2 separate regions of the Oryctolagus cuniculus genome follow, and region 1 is linked to region 2. Evidence: chromatin contacts called from public Micro-C data. All regions are on one chromosome and are shown on one strand. The core of a region is the stretch at or near the end of the contact, and the rest is flanking DNA. Distances in the headings are between cores, read along the strand shown. Region 1 holds the start of ZNF827 (zinc finger protein 827). Region 2 holds the start of LSM6 (LSM6 homolog, U6 small nuclear RNA and mRNA degradation associated).

What was found. A called contact is a pair of places that touch in the nucleus more often than the background predicts.
Region 1: a contact with region 2 is called in a Micro-C map of ear pinna, with 4 times the contacts expected there. The contact joins the promoter of ZNF827 here to the promoter of LSM6 in region 2. A contact is called at or near these places in 2 of 6 Hi-C or Micro-C datasets (ear pinna and an unstated tissue).

Annotation. Positions count from the first base shown.
Region 1 is chr8:18,873,801-18,881,406 of mOryCun1.1, forward strand. It overlaps ZNF827 (zinc finger protein 827), which reads left to right and starts at 5,167. Exons shown (of 15, transcript XM_051820031.2): 1 at 5,167-6,436. The coding sequence starts at 6,394.
Region 2 is chr8:18,667,668-18,675,356 of mOryCun1.1, forward strand. LSM6 (LSM6 homolog, U6 small nuclear RNA and mRNA degradation associated) reads right to left here and starts at 4,560. Exons shown (of 5, transcript XM_008267385.4): 1 at 4,408-4,560; 2 at 178-260.

The DNA.
Region 1 (7,606 bases), core at 3,917-6,416, 210 kb after region 2:
CCAGGTGCTTCTCCTGGTCTCCCATGGGGTGCAGGGCCCAAGCACTTGGGCCATCCTCCACTGCACTCCAGGGCCATAGCAGAGAGCTGGCCTGGAAGAGGGGCAACCGGGAAAGAATCTGGCGCCCCGACCGGGACTAGAACCCTGTGTGCCGGCGCCACAGGGGGAGGATTAGCCTAGTGAGTCATGGTGCCGGCCATAAGTACATCTTACAGCAAAAACCTCCTGTGTAAAGGAAAGTGGGGTGTTGGCACCAGACGTGACTGGTGCGGACCAAGCCAGGAGGGATGCCAGACCCACATCTCTGCTTTGGGCCAGGCGCTCGGTATTCAAAATGTCAGACTTGAAGCACCTTGAGAGTGACGCGTGTCCTCTCTTCTCTCTTGAGGCAGATGGCTGGGGCCTCCGGAAAGAGAAGGGCCCTCGTGAGTTTTAATCTCCTTAGAGGGTCTGGGGCGAGATCTCTCTGTTCAGAGTACCCGGCTCCTCCGGGTAGCTGGATCACTCGTGTCAACAAGACTGGATACACTGCCCCTTCTCCACCCTAGCTGTCGTAAGTCATCTCATCTGTGGCGCTCGTGTGGCTGGGCACAGACCACTCTCAGTTCTGGGGTTAAGTGGACTTCATTGGACAAGGAGGATCAACTCGTTACAATTGGATTCTAGGATCTCTAGTAAATCCTCCTTCCAAGTTTTGTTTTCTCTTTAATGGCATCTTAATTTCTCAAACTTTTGGGTAGCAGGATCTCTTTATCCTCTAAAAAGTTACAGAGGACCCCAGAGAGTTTTGGTTTATATAGGTTAGATCTACTGACAGTTGCTCATTAAAACTGTACAATTGTAGGGGTGGGCATTTGTCAGGGCTGCTCATTCACCCTTGGGACACCCCCATGCTATATCAGAGTGCCTTGGTTCGAGTCTTGGCTCCTCTGCTTCTGATCCAGCTTCCTATTAACCCACACCCTAGGAGGCAGCAGATGAAGTTCAAGTACTTGCGTTCCTGCCACCCAAGGTGGGCTCCTGGCCTGGTCTGGCCTGGCTCTGACTGTGGCAGGCATTTGGGGAGTGAACTAAACGATGGAAACTCTCTGTCTCTCTCTGCCTTTCAAACAAATTTTTAAAATTTCAAACTGTACAATTTAAAAAGTTATTACTTTTATCTGTAAATCACAATATTCAACACAAGTTGCACTTTTTTTTATGAAAAATAGCTGTAGTTTCAAAACGAAACATTGCATGAGAAGAGGGAAGTTGCTGCTTTACATTTCTGCAAACCTCCATGATGCCTGACCTAATAGAATGCAGCTGCATTCTCAAATCTGCTTCTGCATTTTATCTGTTGCAATAGGTTGCTTTGGTTAAAGATGTACAGAGAGGAAATCCAGTCTCACACAGATATATACTTGGAGGCAGGAGGAAATTAGCATCTTCAGATAACTGTGGATATTCATCTCTGATCGTACACTAAAATGTGAGGAGTTTTTTATTTTTTAAAAAAGTTATTATTGTTCTAATTATATTTATGGGTATATTGTAACAATTTGATACATATATTCATGTGTGTGATGATCAAATTAGCTTAGTAAAAGTGTGTTCATCTCCTTAAGCTTTAAGATTCACAATAACTGTAGATATTTATGGGATACAGAGTGATGTTTCGATCAATGACAACTGGCAAAATCAGGCTAATTCACATTTTTCTCTCCCCAACATTTATCACTGTGATACCCTTTGTATGTGGAGTCTATGAGTGCCTGTCTTTTATTTATTCATAAAATGTGTAACAGTTTATTGTAAATGTGGTCCCCCTGCTGTGCCAGGGAACACTAGAACATACTCTTTTTTACCACTGTCTTGGTATTCCCTATCCAACCAGCCTCTCTGCATACCCCCTTCTCAACATCCAGGAACCCCTATTCTACATTCAGATCAATTTTTTTAGCTTCAACATAGGAGAGAGAAAATGCAGCATTTGTCTGTTTCTGTTGGACTTATTCACAACATAATGTCCTCTAGTTCCATCCATTTTCCTGCAAATGATAGGATACCATCCTTTTTTAAAAAATAGATAAATAAGATTCCACTGTATATATCTACTATATTTTCTCTATCTGTTTAGTTATTCATGGGCAGTTAGGTTCATTTTTGTGAATAGTGCAGCAATAAACACAGGAGTACAGGTATCTCTTTGATTTCTTTAAGATGTATATCCAGAAGTGGGATAACTGGATCATATGGTATATCTAATTTTATTTTTTTGGGGGGAAACTTCACATAGCAAAAAGAAAGTGATAGTTTCTTAAAGGTTATTTGGAGTGTGGAATCTGCAACCATAACCATGAACTTTTCAAGTAAAATCCATTGGTCTACCTTGTACTTTTAAGAAGATCTTTTATTACAGCACTATTTAGTAACACCATGCATTGATCATTTGAAAGATATTCGTTCAAGGTATTATGCAAATCTTCCAAAATGTTGACACAATATCAAAATGTCACATGTATTAACGTCACCACAGATCTCATCAGAAAAGCCTTTAGGTATTAGCAAGCTGTTAAACTCATGGTGATGGATACAAGTTATCTCAAATTCTAATTTCTGCTTGTAAGTGCAAGTGTGGGCATTGCCAAAACACACTATGCATTGTTTTCCTTGAGGTCACAGGCTCATGTCTTTGAGAAGTACCCAAGTCTGAGTTTGTCTGTCAGTCATTCCTTAAAGAAAAAGTCATGTTTGATGAGGAATAGCAGCTATTTCAAACAATCTCATGAGTGATTTTCCTTCAGACAACGGATGCACCTAAGTGTGCAGCAGAAGTGCTTTATATGTACCTACCACTTTGTCACAAAGACTATTTGAAAGGCTTGTACTCAAGGGTTGAGATTTAATAAAATTAATAATTTTTACTGCTCCATCAAGGACATTCTTAACCTTTCTTTTTTTTTTTTTCTTTCTCTAAGCACATGGCAGTGAAGAACACCAAGACTATCACTGCATTTTGGTGCCTGTGCCTTGATTTAGGCTAAGGCACCTGCATTTATCTGCCATTGCTTTTGCATCATTACTGCAAATGTAAACAAAGGTTCAAGGACAAAGAAGCCCTTGGTGTTATGATGAGAATGATTTTGACCTCCCGGACAATGCTGCTCTCTTTTTCTAATCCACCTTTAGCAATACCTGAGCGTGGAGTGAATTTACGCTTGTGAAAGCAAGCGCTTATGAAACATCTTCTTAGAATGCACAATCTATTTTAATCTTACATTTGGTAGGTAATGGAGATGGAGGTGGAGAAAGTGCTCTAATTATTAAGAAAAGATAAGCTTTTAAAATCTTTGTCCATGGGAGTGATTCAAACAGAATATTGCAACCATGGTCCACAATAATCCCTGCTAACAGTTCGTAGCTTTGGGCCTTCAAAAGGCGTACATTCTCAAAATCACTTACTCATTTCATATTAAAACCCATTATAGTAACCTTCAGCAATTTATCTTCCTAATATTTTAGGTTAGTCTTTCATTAAAATTAGTTTGTGTTGCCTGAGCAGAGAGCAATTGAGGATGAGATGCAAATGACCTTGAAGAGTGTTTTATAACACAGAGATACCAACGTGAGATTTAAACAGAGATTGTCCTGTCCTTATTTCCATTTCCATTGTTGTGTACAACTTCAAATAATTTTTGGAAAGAGGTGGAGGTATGAATAAATTCAATTTAAAAATGCTTTTGGCTGTTGATAGAACACCTATATAATTAAAAGTTGACAGCATTTGCCTCCATGCCTTTAAAAGGTCGCAGGAAATCTACTCTGTTTTGAGGAAAGGCCTAAAGTGTGTTTTCAATTACAGCGTAGTAAACATTGCAAGCAGTCACAGCAATTCAGGGAGAGGTGGTGAGGTGTCCATTGCAGAATAGTGATACTCAGCATCCCAGGCAAAGGTTCTGAGGAAGCAGTGGTGGGGTGTCAGGACCTTCTGTGTACCCTGTATTAGGTGGGAAGGATCCTACACACTCAGGGCAGTGGGTTGACTTAGAATGAATGATGTATCATTAGTCTGATGTATCATTCAAATATCAATTTCAAGTGCAGCGCTACTGACAATAGACAGAATCATGGCCAGCTGAATTTGTTCTGAATTGAAAGGTAGTTCTACTTCAAATGATAACACAGAGAAACTTCACGGACTACTTTTGTCTGTTTGTTTGTTTTGTTTTAATCAACATTCCAGGAAGCAGTGTTTTAAGGCTAAGGAAAACCATGTTAAACTTGCCTGCTCTCTGTTTTGGTTTTAGATTGAACTCAAGCAGGTGTTTTAAACTATTGCTTCATTCAGATGGCACACTTGTCGCTGGGAGGCTAGTTCTTCCAGTGGGAGCTGGCAGGGAGGGGTTCATCCTGAGATTTCATTATCAATGAAAGACATCTTTGGGGAGATACAGTGCTCTTTAAGCTTTGCTAATAAAAGTGTGCACTATAAAGCCCTATTGTTATTTTCAAAGGAGTGCTTTGGAACTTAACCCCCATGGCTCTCTGTAACACCACTGTAGTTGTCAGAACTAAGTCAGAACCTCAAAGAGACATCTGTTATTCACGTAAACTTATAGAGTGTCATTTGAATGTTCTCTATCTGCACCATGCCTCCACCTCCTCTGAGGGAAAAGTCTATTTAAAAATTGGTAGGAAAATATTTAACATAATAAGATGATGAGTCAGTTCTTCAAAAGCTAAAAAGGGAAGATGTAGTTAAATAATGCACCTTTTTATTTTTTAGCTACATCTGACTCATGACACATAATGTATTCTGCTAAGTTCAAAGTTTCCCTTGACAAAGAGAGTTTTATGAAACAACTCTTCTTCAGACCATTTTTTACTTCAATTATAGTAGCAGGTTTTGGAGTTTAAATCATTAACAACCTCTGAGTGAACTTTTATCCAAATGACTGCAAGTCACAAAGAGACCCAAGTCCTCTTTCACCAACTACCTTTTGTGCCAGAGTGAGACCCGTCCTTTTCTGTTTTTTTCCCCTCTCTCTCTGCTGCTCTTTGAAGAGCGATGTGTGATTTGTAAAGTAATCAAAGTGTGCTTCAGCTAATGAAAAGTATCTTGGGCTCATAGAATGCACACTGGCATTGGTGCAGGGTAAACTTCGCCTACCTGCTTTGCTGCTGGGGAGAACTGGACATTTCAGAAGTCAGGATTGCTGTGCCTGGTGCAGGAGTATCAGGTAGCACTGGAACCACCCATCAGGGGTGACCTAATCTTATTTTCCCCCTTTGTCAAGGGGCTGTAATTCTCATTTAGGACAGCATTTTTCAGTTTTAACTCCACTGGACAACTCCAAAAACCGAGCCACTCACACCATCCACCTCCTTATCGCCTGCACCATATGCTGTCTTTTTATTTTTTAAAAAATTATTTTTATGGGCACGTTTTGGGAGAGTGTAGCCCCCAGAGTCCAGGTGATGGGGGTGAGGGAGTCCTCCTCTGAGCGACCAAAGCCTTGAAGCCTTTTATACAGAACAAAACGCAGTGGAATAAACAAAAGAAAGTTCAGAGCAAAACCTCTCTCCTCTTCAGAAATCAGAAAAATAATGAGCCGATCGTGGTCGAAAGAGTGGGAAAAACTTTTTTCCCCCTAGATGTGGCGACTAGCGGGATAGACGCGAAGAACTCCATCCCACCCCCGCGCGCGCGCCCCCCAGTCTCTGCAGACCGAGCGGTTGTAAATCTGAGGCTGAGTCCGCCCTGGGAGCCTAGGGCACCTTCCTCTTGGCTGTGTGTGTGTGTATGTGTGTGTGTGTGTGCGCGCGCGTGTGTGTGTCTAGCTCTCGCTCTTTCCCTCAGTCTGTGCTTCTGTGTGTGTGTGAGTGTGTGTGTGACAGAGAGAGAGAGCGCGCGAGAGGAGAGAGAGAGAGCGAGAAAGAGAGCGAGCGAGCGAGAGAGCGAGCTGCGAGCTGTGCTGCCGCCGCCGCTGCCCTTTGATCCCGACATTAGTGTTAGGGGCTCGGAGACACAGAGCGCGGCCATAGACACCGCCGCACCGGCACTCATTTATTTATACCTCCCATCACACACGCGAGCACAGGACACACACACACTCACACCTATTAGATCCGTTTCCATTGAAGAATATTACGCTCGCGGACAAGCCAGGTGCACGACCAAAAATTTAAAAAAAAAAAAAAAAAGAAAGGAAAGAAAAGAAGAAAACCCCTCTTCTGGCTCCAGGAAACCAGCTTCAACCCATTGCCCACAGCGGAGAGAAGGGGTTTCCCCCTGCCCGCCCGCCCGCCCCCCAACTACCTCCCTGCTCCTGCCAGTGTCTGCCTCTGCCCCCACGGGGGTTTATTTGATCTCACATTAACCGAGGAGGAGAATGTGAGAAAAGGGGGAAAATGCCCAGGAGGAAGCAGGAGCAGCCCAAGCGCCTTCCCTCACGTAAGTCATCCCTTCTCCACCTCCTCTCGTGCCATTTTCTCGCCCTCCCTCTCCTCTTTCCCCTCCGCAGCCTCCTCCGTTGTTTTCTGCATTAGTTTAGGGTTACAGAGGTGAAACTGACAAAGACACAGCCCGGGTTACTCCTCGTTTAGGTCTATGCTGAGGCAGCCATGTTGGTGATGATCAGCCCCGTGCCCTTTCTATTCTCTCTCTCTTTTTCTTTCTTTCTCTCACCCCCCCTCTTTTTTCCCTTCAGATCGGGCTTTTTTTCCCCGTCCCCTCCCCCTCCCCCTCCTCACTCCGGGTTGCTGGGGGGAGGGGGCGGGAGAAGGGAGGAGGGGAGTAGTGTGGATGCCGGGGGTTTTTTAATGGGGGGGGGTGGAGGAGGAGGTGGGAGAGGTTGGAATCTTTAAAAAAAAAAAAAAATTCCTTGTGGATCCCGGTGCCCGAGGGTGCGGGGGTCGGGGCGCGCGGAGGGCCGGGGGCCGTGACATGGCGTTTGGGGGGTGCCGGGGCGAGGGCGCGCGGCCGCCCGCCGGGCTCGGGATCCAGGGAGAGGTCCGTCTCCGGCTAAAGGTTGCGCCGGGGTTGGTCGGCCCCGGAGCCGCCGGCGGCAGCGGCGGCGGCGGCGGCTGGAGCAGGAGGAGGCGGAGGTGGAGGAGGCGGCGGCGGAGGAGGGGAGTCGGGGGCGGGCGAGGCGGGAGCGGCCGGGGAGGGTGTGGGGGCACCGCACACAAACACACGGGCACACACGCGCCGCCGGGCGGGCTGCTCCCGCGGCGCCGGGGCGAGGGGGCGCGCCGGGGCGCTGAGGTGGAGGGGGGGCGCGGGTGTTGCGGGGCGGCCGGGCGGGGGGCGAGGCCGGGCAGCGGCGGGCGGATGTGGGGTGCGGGAGCTGCGCCGAGGCGGAGGCAGGAGGCAGGGCGGCTCGCGGCGCGCGAGGTCCCTGCAGAGGCGAGGGGAGGGAGGAGCAGGGCTCCTGGCCGCAATAAAATGCGGGGTCAGTGGGAGCAGACGGAGCCGGGCGAGACTTCGGGCTCTCAGAACCCCCTCCCCGGCGAGCCTGAGCAGAGTCCAGGACTAAAGTGCATCACAGCCCTCCCGGGCGGCAGCCACACACACCAACTGGAGACACACACCCGGCGGCACGGCCCGGTCCCCGTCCCCTCC
Region 2 (7,689 bases), core at 3,310-5,809:
CTTTATTGCAATCACATCCGTCCCCTTGGGAAGGCAGTCAACATGTCACACTTGCACAGAATACCTGCTGAGACGCAGGCACACAGGGCTTTGGACTTTCAGAGTCTACACTAAAGAGGGGTAAAAAAAAAAAGATGGAGAATTTCACAACGGGTCTATTTGCACAGAAGTACGTACAGAGAAGGCCACAGAAAGAATCGTCCAGCCCAGGTGCGGCAGATCCAAGGACAGTTTCTGGAGAATACGACGCCTGAGCCAAGCTGGAAGGAAAAGGAGTCCACCAAGTGAAAGGAGAAAGACAAGGGGCCACGCGCTTGGATCTGAAGGTAAACGCTACATACAGGGGCCGGAGAAAAAGCTGTGGAAGGGCTCCTTCACGCGGAACACAGGCTGCAGCTCCAAGTCTAGTTCCCAGACCCGAATCATTAGGGTCCCTTGGAGACTCCACTCAACAGCTCTGGGGCAGGACCCGGGAGTCCGTCTGTGTGATCCTGGGTGATTCTGACGAATCAGGAAGGGGAATGCTGTTGTCAGTTTTTGGCATCTGGGGGTGTGGGGAAGAGGAGGGCTGTGTAAGCAGGAGTGTCCTTGGGTTCTGTGTTCTGCTTTGGGGAGCTGAGTGCAGAGAAGCCACGTCACTTAGTTCTGGCATCTGGCTGTCTCTGAAATAACCTTCACGATCTACGGTCTTATGTCACTTACTTCTCTAGATGGGGCTCTGCTCCCTGGAAGAACAGTCAGTCACACGAAAGGAAGGGTTACCAACGAGCTCCTCGACTGTCCTGCAGAGTGCCTGCCTTCGGCTAAATCTCTCGTGAAAAATACTTTTGAAAGTATCTGGAAGGACTTTGGGTGCTTCAAACACATTTTACACATCACTTCAGGAGAGCCACATCTTTTACATTAGTCTTCATTAGGCTTCCTGGGTCCTCCCTGGAACTTAATGACTCGCCCATAAATCCATTTTGTATGAGTAAATTGGTCTTGACATCACAATTTTTCCCATCGCTTGGCTCAAGTAATTTTAAGTTTTCATCTTTTAAATTGGAAAAGGCAGAAGGAACACTTCTGACAACCTCTGAAGCAAGAGATGAGACTCTTGAACCATGAACACATGCGGAGGAAAACCTCTTCGTTCTGCAGGGTCACCTTGCCTACACGTCTCCCTTCAAAACGCAAGCCACGGTCATGCTCTGCGCCTCCCCCTCCACGGACTCCTGCCCAGGCCTGGTCTCACTGACCTATTTTCCTAAACGGCTACGAAGGCAGAGGCAGTATATTTCCTGTCAGAAGCAACCAAGAGGTCTGGCACAGAATACCTGGGAGCCTCCCTGCGGGGTTTTCTGGGAAAAGAACAGGGGGGAAACAAGACCAAACTGTACTCAGCCAAAGCTGGGATTCACGTAGAAAGCCCGTGAGGTGGAAAGCAGAACTAAGGCTTGACCCCAAAGCCAGAGCCCTGTCGAAGGTACACACAGCGGCCCTTCCGAATACGCCAAGGTTCTCCTGTCACACCTGGGAATGGCCAGAGAGAGAGAGATTCAGTCCAAGAGTAGTAGCATTGCAGGGGAAATGCCCTTTAGTGATGACTACTGTAAACTAGCCTGCAAACACACATCACGGCCAGTGGGACGAAACACACCCAGCGCGATTCTGAGCCATGCCACCGAGCCGAAGATGTGCAAATCCTTTGTCTGGGCAAAGTTCACCTGGGGAGCTAGGGTGTTCAGAGTTTAGGGTGAAAACAATTTGAGAAGCAAAAAATTGCAAGGGAGCCTAACCTTATAACTCAAGTAAACACAGCACTGGACTCATATCCATGTCTGAGGAGGGCATCAGACAGCGAGTAGGAACAGCTCTCTAAATATACTCCCCACGGGAGTGCCTGCCTGGCCTCTGAAGATGTCAATGGAGGCTACTTCCAAGGGCCAAGTCCGTCCACTCACAGCACCTCTGTCCACCCTGTCACAGCCCTCGTCAGGTTGATTTGCGACAGGTTGCCTAAGGCTGTGGGAGAGAAATTCAAGGCCAGTGCCAAGCAATACCCCTGTGCCAGCCCCATGCCTGCTAGCCCCAATTACGGGTACAGTGACCAGTACATTATCATGCATGTATTTAAATAGCTAGTAACCTAGTGGTAAGGCTATTACTGCCCACCAAATAAGGGGGAAATGGAAAAGAGAAAACAGGAAGGGTTGTGGGCTGTCAAGAACAAGGGGCGTCTGAATCTGCAGGAATGTCTTCAAAATGCAGATTCCTGAAGCACACTCAGGCCAAGAGGCACTGCAATCTCCACTTTAGGAAGTCCCCCAGGTAACTCCTCTAGGCAAGTGGTCTTGCCCCCTCCCTCAGGAAGTCCCCCAGGTAACTCCTCTAGGCAAGTGGTCTTGCCCCCTCCCTTGGGGAACTTGGGAAATCTCTGGATTATCTACCTGACAGAGGGTACTGCTGGTGCCTGGGGGACACTGACCACCAGTCTCGCTACACATTCTGCCACACACAGCGCAGCACCCTCAGCGGAGGATTAGCTAGTCCCACATGTTGACTACACTGAGAGATCCTGCAATAAGCCCTAAAATTAAAAAAAAAAAAAATCCACCATTCTCTGGTCTTAAAAACAAGAATTTTAAAGAAATCATCAAGGTATAACAAATGAAAATGAACACAGTTCAGTCTAACCAGATGATGAAGTGTTAGTTATATCTTACTAGGGATATTTTATTCCCAGATACAGGGAATCTGAAAACAACTGTCAAGTTCTTGAAGGGGTGGCCTTTCTATGTAATGAACTTCTAGTCCTGGCCTTGCAAATGTCACTCTTTCATTTTCCAGTGCTATGGATACCTCAGATGATTAAAACCTCTCAACAAGTCACTCGGCACAATTCTAAAAGGAGCAAATCCAAGTGCCACAGTTTGGTGAGAGTCTGTCTGATGCTGCGTGAAGAGTACTCACTTGGGAGGCAGGAAACCTGAGTTCTAATTCCAGCTCTGCTACCGAATTAGCTGTGACTTGGATAACTCATCATTTCACCTCTCAAGGCCCCGGCTTTCTCATCTGCAAAATAAGGGAATTATGCCAGATGACCACTGAAATCTCTCTCTGCTCTAACGTTCAGTTAGCCTACGCAGTAACTCCAAAATACACACACGCGTGGATGTGCGTGCACACACACACACACACACTCATACTCTCACATGCCTCTGCAGATTCCCGCACAAGATTCAAGCAAGCAGAACTGCCCAACACTGCAGTCATAAATGACAGCACCTGCAAACAGACGCTCCACCTCCCTGTTTGGCAGGTTGGAAATATATTATGAGCCACCAGACTTTTCATGAAATAAGCTCAGTTGTATTAAAATTACGTAAACTACTAGGGCTGTTTTTGAGGACAAGCTGTCCATGTGTATGAAGACTAAAGAAACACCTTATATGATTACAGAATGTAATGTAGTAATTTCTGCGAATCCAGCTCGAGAAAACACCGCAACACTGTTAGGGAAACTTCTTATCATGGATACTAAAATCAAACAGGAACCGAAAAACAACTTAGATTTTTCCACAGTAGGGGAATAGCTAAGCAATGTATGGGACTTACACAATGACAGACTGGGCAGCCGAGCTAAGGGAAATACAAAACCAGAAATGACAGATACTTAGATGGAGTTTTTAAACGGAAGCGGAAATCGATACTGTTAATAAAATGTGTACCGTCTTAGCTACAGCACGAACTAGTACACACAACAGCAAGAGACCGTGGCTGGTGGGATTTGGGGAGGACTAGCTTCTCCACTTCCAAGTTGCCTACAACAGTCCCGTCTAACTGATAGGGAGAGGTGGGAGAAAGGCACTCGGGGAGAGCCTTATCAACGCGAGGTGCACCTGCGGTTCTCAGTCGTCCGAAGCAACATACCCACACGGCTCGCACGTGCACATTCCCGCCCAGAAAACTATGGGAACCGGGTTGGGGCCCCGACTCGACCGCCCAGCTCCTCCCAAGATCTGCCGTAGCCACCCTCGTGGCGTGGTCCTGAGTACCGGGCGGAGCCGGGACCCGCCTGCGGGCTCGGCTTTCCCGCGGAATCCCCGGGCTAGCGTCGGGGTTCCCTGGGAGCTGAGCCGGTGCCGCAGCTCACCACACGCTCCCGGCGCCGACCACCCGGGACCCCGCGGCCACCCCAAGCCCGCTCGAGAGCGCGTGGGCGCGGCATTCCGCCGGCACCGGCTCCGGCGGGCTCCGAGGTCCGTGCTCCCTCCAGGGGTGCCAAGCCGCTCCCGCCGGGCCCTCCTCCCCGGGCCCGGAGCCGCTGCAGTCGCCGCTTCTCCGCGAGACGGCACCCGGGGGCCTCGAACCTGAGGCTGCGCGCGCGGCCCCGACGTATGCCCACGCGGCAGTCCGGCTCACCTCTCGGCCAGGATCCAGAACCCTCACTCCAGGCGGCCCCCAAGCCCGGCCTCCACGGACAATCGCAGCGAAAACCGAAACCGCCGAGGAAGCGGCACTTTCCAGCTTCAGCCAATCAGTGCTTTCCTCGACTACGGGAGCCCGCGGCACCCGAAAAGGTCCAACCTCGCCGGAGCGCGCAGCTCCGAGTCTCCGGGTTTATTTAAGGGCAGAATTGGCGCAACCGGTTAAGGCAGCAAGCGCCCGAGTTCCCCCTTTTAACAGAAAAGCTAATATGGAGACAAAACAAACCTCCAAAAAGCGGCAGGTGATCTTTTGAGCAAGATCTTTCTGCAGAAGTGTAAGAAAGAACTTGAACTCATAGGAAACTGTAATTTAATCACTAAAAAAAATGATGATGCGTTCGTACCCAGAAATATCCTTGAATAATTTATAGAAAATAAGCAGCCTCAAGTCTTTAAATTCACCTTCGAATATTAAGTGTCTGAAGACTACGGCATTGTTAGCAAGAGGATTGTTTCCATGGCAATGTTAATTGATACAAAAAGAATAGCATCACTAGTGTAACTCCAAGTTATAATGGCTTGAGTTGCATTCTGTGATAAACCAGTCCCAGTTGGAAATGGTGTTCAGACCTTGTTTACGTTGCTGCTGTGGGAGCTTGGTTTGGTGAATTCTCAATATTCTTGCTATTCACAGAAATGAAGAGGAGAATGAAAACCCATTGATTCCTGTATTCCAAGACTTGATTCCTTTGATTTCCTGCACTCACCCACTCATCAGCTTAAGAGTTCTACTCTAATTCTGTTCGTGATTTGTAACACTAGGAACAAAGTGATAATATCCTTAGAACACATTCTTAAACCTGGATGTTATGGGATGTAAAATGTGTAGGTTTTTTCTAAGACGAATTTCCTCCTCTTGTGACCTCCCTCTCAGCTGAAGGCAGAAGACCCTTTGACTGACTCCATGAGCACAGAATAAGTGGGTGTGATCTGAGGAAGAAGAAAGGCTTCTTTATATCCTTCCAGAAAAGCTCAGTTTGGGTAAAGACCAAAACAGTTACAGATTTCCTGCACAGGCTCTTTTTGAAGTTCTTGCAATGTAGAAAGTAATGTAAAGTACCATTGAAATCAAATAATGAACTGCAAAGAACACATGTAATAAGATGGGAAGCTCTAGCCCTAAAAACTTGGTTCACAAAAGACATCAAATTGCACCCCATGCCTCACTGGTTGTTTTAATTACTCAAAAGATAAGTTTGCCATTCATAGCTGCTTTCTTTGACCACAGAGCCCTGAGGAAGCCATGAAGACTGATGTGGTGGGCAGGGCGTGGTGAGCATGTTTAAGGGCCTGGTTCATCCGCACAGCAGCTGCTGCTCTCCCAAGGGAGACAGCTCGGTCAGGCCCCAGCTAGACAAATGGGTTGGGTACCATGGATTAGTCCATGAGCCAACAAGCTTATCATAAGTGTGGCTGTTCCCAGGGTCCCCTTGGCAACTTAGTATTGGTTTTTACGAACTTGCAAGGCATCTTTCCATATTTCACAGTTTTTTTTTTCCAGTATCTCTCACCATACAAGGAAAACATGTATGAGACTTTTTCTGAACACTGTCCATCAAGAACTAGTCTTCAAAGCTCTAAACATGAACATGAGCTTATTCAGGAGGCATCCTATCAATAATTTCATAGTTTAGTTGTAAAATTGATGCCCCCTGCTGACACAATCTTAGCATCCAAGTTCATCATTTACAGTAGAGTTTGCTCTTGGTGCTGTGCATTCTATTGTTTTTGATAAATACCGAGTGACATTGGTCCACATTTATAGTATCATACAGATTAATTTCACTGCCTTAAAAGTCCTCTGTGGTCTACCTATGCATATCTCCCAGCCCCATCCCTGGCAACCACTGATCTTTTTATTGTCACCATGGTTTTGCCTTTTCCAGAATGTCACAGAGCTGGTATCATAGCACAAACAGTTGGTGGTGCACGCCCTGCACACCCCACAGCACAACCTTTTTAGATGGGCTTCTTTCACTTAGTTATATACATTTTCAGAATTCTACGTGTTTTTCATGACTTGATAACACATTTCTTTTAAGCATTAAGTAATATCCATTGTCCAAATATGCCATAGTTTATTTATCCATTGATAAACGCAGGGCATTTTGGTTGCTTCCAAGTTTTGGAAATTTTTAACAAATCAGCCATAAGCATCCTTGTGCAGGTTTTTTGTACATGTAAGCTTTTAGCTCATTTGGGAAAATCCCAAGGACAGTAATTTCTGAATCATAATGGGAAGAGTAAGTTAGTTTTGCTTTTTTTTTCTTTAAGTTTTATTTTATTTACTGGGAAGGCAGACTGACAAAAAAGTGGGAGAGACAAAGAGAAAAAGACATCCATAGATTCACTCCCCAAAAGGCCTCAACAGTTGGGGCTGAGTCAGGCCAAAGCCAGGAGCCAGGAACTCCAGCCAGGTCTCCCATGTGAGTGACAGGGCCTGAGCACTTGGACCATCCTCCCCTGCTTTCCCAGGCACACTAGCCATTAGCAGGAAGCTGGGTAGGAAGTGGAGTTGCCAGGACTCAAATATGGGACACCTGCAATGCACACAGTTAGCAGTTTAACTCACTGCACCACAATGCCAGCCCCAGCATTGTGATTGTTTGTTTTGTTGTTGTTGTTGTCGTTTTAAGAAGCTGCTGAATTGTCTTCCAGTGTGGTGGTACCATTTTGCATTCCCAGGAGCAAAGAGCGAGAGTCCATGTTGTTCTTCCTCCTCACCAGAATTTGCTATTTTCAGTGTTTTGGATTTCACCTATTCTAATGGATGTGCAATGCTGGCTCACTCTTGTTTCATTTGCAATTTTCTAATGACACATGATATGGAGAACCCTTTTGTATGTTTGCTTGCAGTCTGTACATCTTCTCTGGTTTCTGTTCAGGTCATTGGCCCATTTTTTAATCAGATGGTTCTTCTGTCATTGGTGAGTTTCAAGAGTTCTTTTGGATATTTTGGATAATAGTCTTTTTTCTCCCAGTCTGTGGCTTGCTTTCTTATTCTCTTGAAGCTATTATTTTTAAAATAGACAAATGATGGAATAAAAATACTAAAGTGAACTCTTGACATTTCTTGTTCCCTGCTTCTGGAGTTCTTTGTACCTATGCCTTTAAATAACCATGCCCTCAATATTTCATGATCACAAGAGAAGGTTATCATCTCTAGCTTATTTTGAGAAACACCCAATAGCCCTATGAACATGTGGGAGTTTGTGCT